Linked DNA regions of Sus scrofa: region 2 is linked to region 1. Evidence: chromatin contacts called from public HiChIP or PLAC-seq data. All regions are on one chromosome and are shown on one strand. The core of a region is the stretch at or near the end of the contact, and the rest is flanking DNA. Distances in the headings are between cores, read along the strand shown. Region 1 overlaps LOC110259422 (a long non-coding RNA gene). Region 2 overlaps LOC110259422 (a long non-coding RNA gene).

What was found. HiChIP or PLAC-seq counts read pairs in DNA pulled down with a chosen protein or histone mark.
Region 2: a contact with region 1 is called in an H3K27ac HiChIP or PLAC-seq map of skeletal muscle. The contact joins two enhancer-like sites. A contact is called at or near these places in 2 of 47 Hi-C or Micro-C datasets (embryonic fibroblasts and skeletal muscle) and 1 of 2 datasets of contacts at active chromatin or transcription factors (skeletal muscle).

The regions. Positions count from the first base shown.
Region 1 is chr2:96,805,748-96,809,803 of Sscrofa11.1, forward strand. The region is part of intron 4 of LOC110259422 (a long non-coding RNA gene); the gene reads right to left. Among named protein-coding and RNA genes, the nearest start is that of MEF2C, 590 kb to the left of the region's middle. Within about 2 kb of position 2,009, at least 16 of the 83 cell types and tissues checked have an H3K27ac peak or open chromatin away from gene starts, as enhancers often do. A contact at or near this core is called in skeletal muscle, where this site is marked.
Region 2 is chr2:97,008,549-97,012,604 of Sscrofa11.1, forward strand. All of the region lies in intron 4 of LOC110259422 (a long non-coding RNA gene), which reads right to left. Among named protein-coding and RNA genes, the nearest start is that of CETN3, 580 kb to the right of the region's middle. Within about 2 kb of position 1,978, at least 2 of the 83 cell types and tissues checked have an H3K27ac peak or open chromatin away from gene starts, as enhancers often do. A contact at or near this core is called in skeletal muscle, where this site is marked.

The sequences.
Region 1 (4,056 bases), core at 759-3,258:
ATACTAGTATTTACTCACTACCTCTAAGTCTTGAATTGGAGACTGTAAAGCAGTAGGGGTAGAAGGTAATAAATATATATAATGTCTAGGATAAGGTTTAGATTTTACACTTTCTAAATTATGTTCATTGCAGCATTATTCACAATATCCAACATATGGAAACAACATAAATGTCAAAATGTCCTTCATTGGATGTATGGATAAAGAAACTGTGATATATATAAATATATGTATAAATACACACACACACATTTACACACACTGAAATACTATTTAGTTTTTAAAAAGAATGAAATTCTGGAATCCTGTCATTTTCAACATGGATTAAGCTGGAAAACATTGTGCCAGGTGAAATGAGCAAGACATAGAAAGACAAATCTTCTATGTACAAAATCTAAAATAGTCAAACTCATAGAAACAGGGTAAGACAGTGATTGCCAAGGTCCTATGGGGAGGGAAAAGGGGGTGGTGTCAGCAAAGGGTACATAGTCTGAGTTGTGCAAGATGAAAAAGGTCCACTCTACAGCATGGTGATTACAGTTAACAATACTATATTATACAGTGAAATTGGCTAAGAAGATAGATTTTAAATGAAGTCTTCTTACCACACCCACACAAGAGGTGATGGACATGTTAATTAGCTTGATTGTAATGCTCATTTCACTATGTATATGTATATCAAAACATCAATTTGTACACCTTAAATATGTACAATTTTTATGCCATTGATATCTCAAGAAAGCTGTTGAAAACTTATTTTTCTGACATGCCCATCATCTCATTCACCTCTGGTTACTCTTCTATCCTGCGGAACCCACAATGAAGATCTAGTGTCTTGATTAATCCAAGTGAAAATGAGGAATTTTTAACCCTCACAGTATCTTTGTTCTTTCTGATTAGTTTTTTTTTAAAGCTGTCTCTCCAAAATGAGTGGTAACTTTCAAACTTAATTTAAAAAGAAAAAGAAAAAGAAAAAGGAAGTATAATCATCTTCTAAGTGTAAGTCTGACAGTTTAGGTGCTCTGTCATTTCCTAGAGCAAGTCAGAAACACCTACTCCATGGATCCCAGGCAGTTTTACACTAAACTGTTTTTATTAATGAGAGCTCATTCAACCCCTCCAGTCTCTTGGCGGGAGCAGTCATAGAACTGGGTGGCTTGTGCCTGATTTAGATCAGCACATTGCGTGGCTATAGGATAGTGACACACTTCCTTGGGGCTCAGGATTGTGGAGGCAAGAGAATTTTACTAGGTAGCCCTTGTGGAAATCTGTGGTTTTCTACTTTTTCCAGGAACTGAAGGGCAACAAGAGTGAGTTGATCCTGACTGGAGACGTTGCCCAAAGGTCCATTAACAGGAGAGTATGTCTAGGGCAGAGCTGGCCATGCCTGCCAGAGGCCAGCCAGCATTCATGTGGTTTATCAAGATCATCCCTATGAATGTCACTGAGTAAACAGCACTTAAACTTCTTAAAATATCTCCTAAAAAACTAAAAGGAAATTGCACCAAGCATGGCATCTGGGAGTGAGGTACACAGCTGCTGAAGGCAGGAAACTTAAAGTGGCCTCTCCTCCCGCCACCACGAGCCGATTAGATTCCTTTCTGTATTTTTTAAGGTCTCATGATAATATATACAGATGAATGCAGAGTCTCAGATTTCTGACTTTCTCTGTTTTCTAAGCAGCCTAATCCAATAAGCTTCAAACTTTCCATTGGTGGCTGGTCTGACGATGCAAGCAGAAGGAACAGGTTGGTAGTTTGAAGAAAAAAAAAGAAGAGGGGGCAGAACAACTTCCAATTGCTTACAATTTACAGTTGGCTAAGCAGTAAACACAACTTCTAGATGTGCCAGCCTCCTCAAAACTGGCCATTTTTATCTCACTGTCTCCACTAGCTGCTCAAAGCCATAACCCAAAGTGCCCTAACAGAAAACCACTGGAGGGTGTGGTCTCTGCTTGTACCGGGTAATGAACAGGGAAGCTATTTATTTCTAGGGCATCTCTGTTCAGTGACTCATGTTTCGACTGGAAAATTGGCCACAGCTTTCTAGCAGCTCTTTCCTGCCAGCTCTCCTGGCATCCTACCCAGTGCTTCCACAGCCCCTCCCCCTTTCTCCTTGCCTGGTCTGCTTTTCTATTCCTAAAGCCCCCACTTAATAATAGTCATTGTTCCACGTTAACCTTGAGGATCTGGGAGGAAGGACATTGAAGGGCGTAGCTGTGTGCTATAATGAGCATTTGGCTCTATAGCAGGTGGAAAAGGCTTTGGGGATCTGGGCAGATTAGGAGGAGAGGGGGCTCTAGCAGATGTTGAAGCAAGATGATGTATTGCTGCTCACTCTGGGATTCAGACAATACCAGTGCAAAAGTAGAACAGGGAAAAGGGGGAAAAATTGATCCCTTTTGATACAAACTGGGCTAGAAACCAGACACACTTGAAACTGAGCATTTAAGAAAGACAAATTTGTTTCTAGGCCCTGGGTTTTTGCCTGTCTATTTTTTTTTTTCCTAATGGCAGATCAATTGCCAAATTGTTATTTTAATTTGAATGTTAACTACCTCCAGGGCTTGACTTATTTCCCATCAGCTAAAGGTTCCTATTAGTCTGACTTCTTTGTAGTAAAAGAAAAATAGAAATAGAAGCGTCAAAAACTTCATTTTAGCATGTGTTCAGAGCCAAGAAGCCATTTAAAGCAAAGGTGAATGACATTTAATTAATGATTGATCTTACCATTTGAAGAAACATATAATTAAAGATATTATTGTGCTTTGCACTAGGCAATACAATATTAAAGAAAATACTGATATAAACAAATGTTCCATTCACTTTACAAAGAATCTTAATAGATATATGCTGAATATTACTAGTCCTTTAATACTTATTTCAGTGTTTTATGAAATTCTTGATATGGAGATGGAGATAAATTAAGTGCTATGGTTTGTAAGGTTATTCACATATATTTTTACATACACTTATAGCCACACACACACACACACACACACACACACACACACACACACACATATACATGCAAAAGAGAGCAATTGGAACAGCCAGAGGATGAGTGGTCTAAGAGGCCAAGGTAGAAGCTGCAAGCCTCCCTGATCCAGTCTTAGAAGTCATGAAGTATCCTTCCAATCTCATGTTACTGGATTTAGGAGTCACTAAGGCCAGCCCAGATTCCACAGGAAGGAGAAGACTCTCCATAACTTGATGGGAAGTAGTAAGGTTACCCCTCATCGGAGCATGTGAGATTGGAAACTGCAGTTGTAGCCATTTTTGGAAAATGCAATGTGCAGTATGTCTTTCTTACAACACATAACAACCAGTTCTTGCATTTTTTTTTTGTCATCTTTTTAAGGCCACCCATGCCATATGGAGGTTCCCAAGCTAGGGGTCAAATCAGAACTGTAGCTGCTGGCCTACACCACAGCCATAGCAACTCAGGGATCTGAGCCTCATCTGCAACCTACACCACAGCTCAAGGCAACACTGGATCCTTAGCCCACTGAGCAAGGCCAGGGATCAAACCTATGAATACTAGTCAGATTTGTTTCCGCTGAGCCACAATGGGAACTCCAAGTTCTTGTATTTTTTTTTTAATTAGTGCCTTACTCCTTACAAATCCTGAAGATAAAATTATGTGCCAATCACAAAAAAATCTATGCATACCTGTAGATTTCAAAAGCATTGATGATTGGTGGTGGTATTAAAGTTTATCTTTTTGAAATGTGATAAATCAGTTTACATTTCAGTTTTGCCCCTTGGATGTGAGCATGGGGTAACTTTCTAAAATCCCTGAGGCAAATAAGGATGACAATAATACATGCTACATACAATTACTAGGGTCCAGTGACATATTACTCTTAAACTACACAAATTTCAGGCTATCAAAACATGTTTGTTGTCTATATGAATGTAGGCACTGTTTGTGACTACAAAAAGGAATCAGGCATTTCTAAATAAACATCAACAAAAGTATTATATGGGAGTTCCCTCTGTGGCACAGTGGGTTAAGGATCTGGCATTGCCAGAGCTGAAGTGTAGGTCCCAGCTG
Region 2 (4,056 bases), core at 728-3,227, 200 kb after region 1:
GTCCCTTGGAATTTCACTTAATCTATTCCATTTAATCAGGCTATTTTCCTTAGGTTGAAAAATTATTAAAAATATAAGTAAAGCATATTGGATGGTAGTTCTCAGACTTCCTTTGACAACACAATCCTTAAAAATTATGGGGCAACTTTGTGAAAACGTACAAACTACTAATCAATTCCATCTCATCAGAATAATTCAGCATAAATGTTGGTGTGCAGCACTAGGGATTTTATTTTTTATTAATGTTAAGGTTAAATTAAATGCATAGAATGCAAAGTAAGAAACAAGAAGATTGGGGTCCATTCACCAAAAGCTGGTTTTTATGCAGGCATTGGTGTGTTTGTACTTTAATATCCCTCCCTTACTCATTCATTCATTTTGCTCTCTGTAATGTAAGTTATGCTAGATATTAAGCACTGGAAACTAATCATGAAATTAATGCTGAAAATAGGAGAAATACTAAATAACAGTTGGATTTTTTTCCCCAGAAATTGAGAGAAAACAACTACCGCTTCAGTTTGTAATGAAGTGCCATACGCAATTCTGATGCCCAAAGTTTAAAGACTCCTCCAATAGAAATTAAGGTAAACCTGAATTGGCACTCTGGTTTTTCCTGTATTTAAAAAAAAAAAATCAATATACCAACTTGTTTATTTTTTCATTTACCTGCCACATTTTTCTGCTTGAGGGAAAACCATGCACATTTCATAGAAATATAATTCTTTAAGAATATCTCCTTTCCTAACAAGGGGGATTTAGGTCTGAGAGTTTCAAGAAAACCAGAGCTCATGACAATTATATGAAGGCCATGGTCAATCTAATTCACTATCACTCACACTAGCTACCTTTGTGTATATAATATCCATGTTTGCTGGACGTTAAAAATGTAAATCACTGCAAACCCATAGATTGTGTCCAATAAGATAATAATTGTGAAGTTAAATGCTCAGATATATGTGTGTGTGTATATACATGTTTATATATAATATGCATATATATAGAGAGAGAGGGAGAAAGGGAGAGAGAGAGAGAAAGGGAGAGAAAGCACGCACATGCTAGAGAAGGGTGGTGGAAGACAAGTTAAAATAATATTTTTATTCCTTTTTTTCTGGCTGTACCCATGGCACAGAGAAGCTCCAGGGCCAGGGATTGAACAGTGCTACAACAGCAACCCAAGCCATAGCAGTGACAATGCCAAATTCCAACCCATCGAGCAACCAGGGAACTCCAACAAGAATATTTTACTTATCAGCCATAAAATATATGTATAAACATTCAGTTGCTATTCTGACAGTGATAAAAGGAAGACTGGAGAACTAAAAATGATGATGCAACTAAAGGAGCAGATTTGGTTTTTCCTCCTTTTAGTAAATATCCCTCATTCATTTTACCCATCAGTTCTAGGAAAACTTTCTTCTCAGAGCATTTGTTCTCGGCTTGGCGAAGCTATACAGGTGGTGCTGCCTCAGCAGGAAACTGTCTTCTTGCTGAGGGACCGCCAATTATTTGTAGTGAAACTAAAACAGAAGAATAAATATTACATGTTGATGGATACTTGTCAGGAAAGGGAATGAGGTGCTTTCAGTGGGGCTTGTCAGACACAAAAACCTTCAGCAAATCTGCATTTTCAATGGCAAGGTGGCTAGAATTCTCCAGCTGCTCCAACTGGTGAACCTCAAGATTTATCTCATAAATTTAAATTATAGATGACATAGCACTGGAATGGAAATAGATGACACCTTTAAAAATAAATCTAGTGCAACATTTGGGAAAAGGAATCACACATTTCAAAGGGGAAAAAAGAAAGTTCCAATGTGCCAAAACAGAGCTTTTATTTATTGTCCTATTTACTATTCTCTGTCTAAAATTAGCATCTCTCTTACTTTTCCTTTTAGTCTTCTTTATAAGACATGCTGTAGAGGAGCTCTGAAAGTTTTGTACAACTCAAGGAGTAAGCCGGTTGCAACTATAACAAAAAGCTTGCCAAGGTTGAGAGCCAAACTGGCAAGGGTTTCTGTTGTGTCAGCGTTTAAGTATTATTGCAATGTTATCGTATCACTGAAAAAAGGGGAGCATGGGAACAGCAGAGCCAAATGTTAAGGAACATTAGAAGGAAAGTGTGTACCTAGACTTCAATAGAGAGTTTGGCAGTAGTGGACAGGGTTTAACTTTAATAGGAACTGGTCAATTCAATTTTAATTCGGTCATATGAAATTACCCTTTTAAAATTTATTTTAGGAGATCTTGATTCCAGCAGTCTTTCTGAATCAGATAGTGGTAAAGAATAATAAAGAATATAAGTCAGATGAAGACTTCCTTGTGTTAAAAGGAAATTTCCCCTGGTCAGAGCAGGAAGAATACATTTCTCTTGAAGGGAAATTTCAGAGAAACACATTTGAGATTTTTTTCCCTGCTTTGAGGTATTTTTTCACAAGTAAAAGTCAGTGAAAATTTAGACTTTTGTCCTGAGAAACTACAACAGAGTTCATAATTTGAGCACAGATTTTACCAATATTAGAAGAATCAATTGAGAAAAACACAAAGATAAAAGCCTAGAAGCAAAAAAAAAAAAAAAAAATTAACCTATCATTGACATGAATATTTTTATGGGGAGGGGTACCTTTAGAAACATTTTGATCATTTCATGCAAAACATTATGAAAGAGGGGCTGCACTAAATTGGAAACTTTTTTTTTTTAAACTACATGTAAACCAGAGGGGGCTAAGCACAGAAACAGGAGCTGCCAGAAAAGAACTTTTCCCTCCAGTACTGATGGTTTCTGTTCTTCTCGGGTCAGCCATAGAAATATATGTAAACAATGCAGGGGATTTAAAAATCGAAGCGGTGAGTTTAATAGCTCTACTCACATTCACTAGTTGCCTCACTTGCTTTCCAATTCCCTGTAGTTGGAGTCAAATATATTCTCACCCAGTGATCAGTGTTGGTTTTCAAGTGACACTCTGCATGTGGAGCTCAGGAAAACCAAACACCTACAGGAACGTGTTGAAGAAATGGGATAGCAAGGCCGCCAAGTGACTCAGTCTCCGCTTCCATCCCCTGGGGTTTATCAACTTTGTTAATGGGGCATATGTGCTGAGAATTATGTAACATTAAACATGGGGAACATTTCCTGGAGACATTTTTTCATTCTTCCTCAAAGCCAATGCATTGATAAGTCTAGTGTCCAGGTAAAACACCACCCTCTAGTGTACATCTCTAAATAATGCTGCTGGGACTCCTCGGATGATAATGATTGTGATAGTCAAAAACATTAAAGCAAGGACTACGATGAAGATCATTTTAATATCCGTGGGTAATACATGCAAGGATGAACTGCACAGTTGGCGAGAAATAACTCATCGATGTGGTCACAGTAACTGCTGAAGCGCTGTCCAAATGAAGCAAAACCACTTGGCTAGATGAAAAGAATCCAACAAATCTCATCAATTTTACTTGTTTTTAGTAAGAATTTGGTAGGGGACAGTTGTTTTTCTATGACACAACAAGGATGATAGCCACTTAAATTATGAAATGGAAGAAAATATACCAAGAGGTGAATATCCTGTGAGAAATACCCATGATGAAAATAACACAACTTGCTAGATCAGGGTGTCATTCTATTACCTAAAAAGCAAACAAAACAAACAAACAAAAGCCCACTAAAATGTACTAACAGAAACATAAAAATGTGCCTCATAAGTCCTCAAAATAATTGATTAATGAAATGTAAATTGTCCTATTAATCAGAAGCAAATTAATTTATAAAAGTCTAGATTAGAAGCTTTTTTTGATGTTGTAGCCTGATTCCATGAGGAAAAAAAAAAAGGAGTAGATGGAGCAAATGACAGTAGTCTATAATTCTCTGGCAGAGAAGATTGTTGGAAAATCCTCTAAAGATATTTGACATTACTCTTTTCTCTTATATAGAACTCAAAGAAATTGAACTCTTTTGTTGAAAACATCCATAGCTCCTTTCTACACTCATGAATATCTCAGAAAACTTTTTTCTTAATTATATCAGGCCTAAACTGTTGAAAGTAGATCTTACCTGGTACA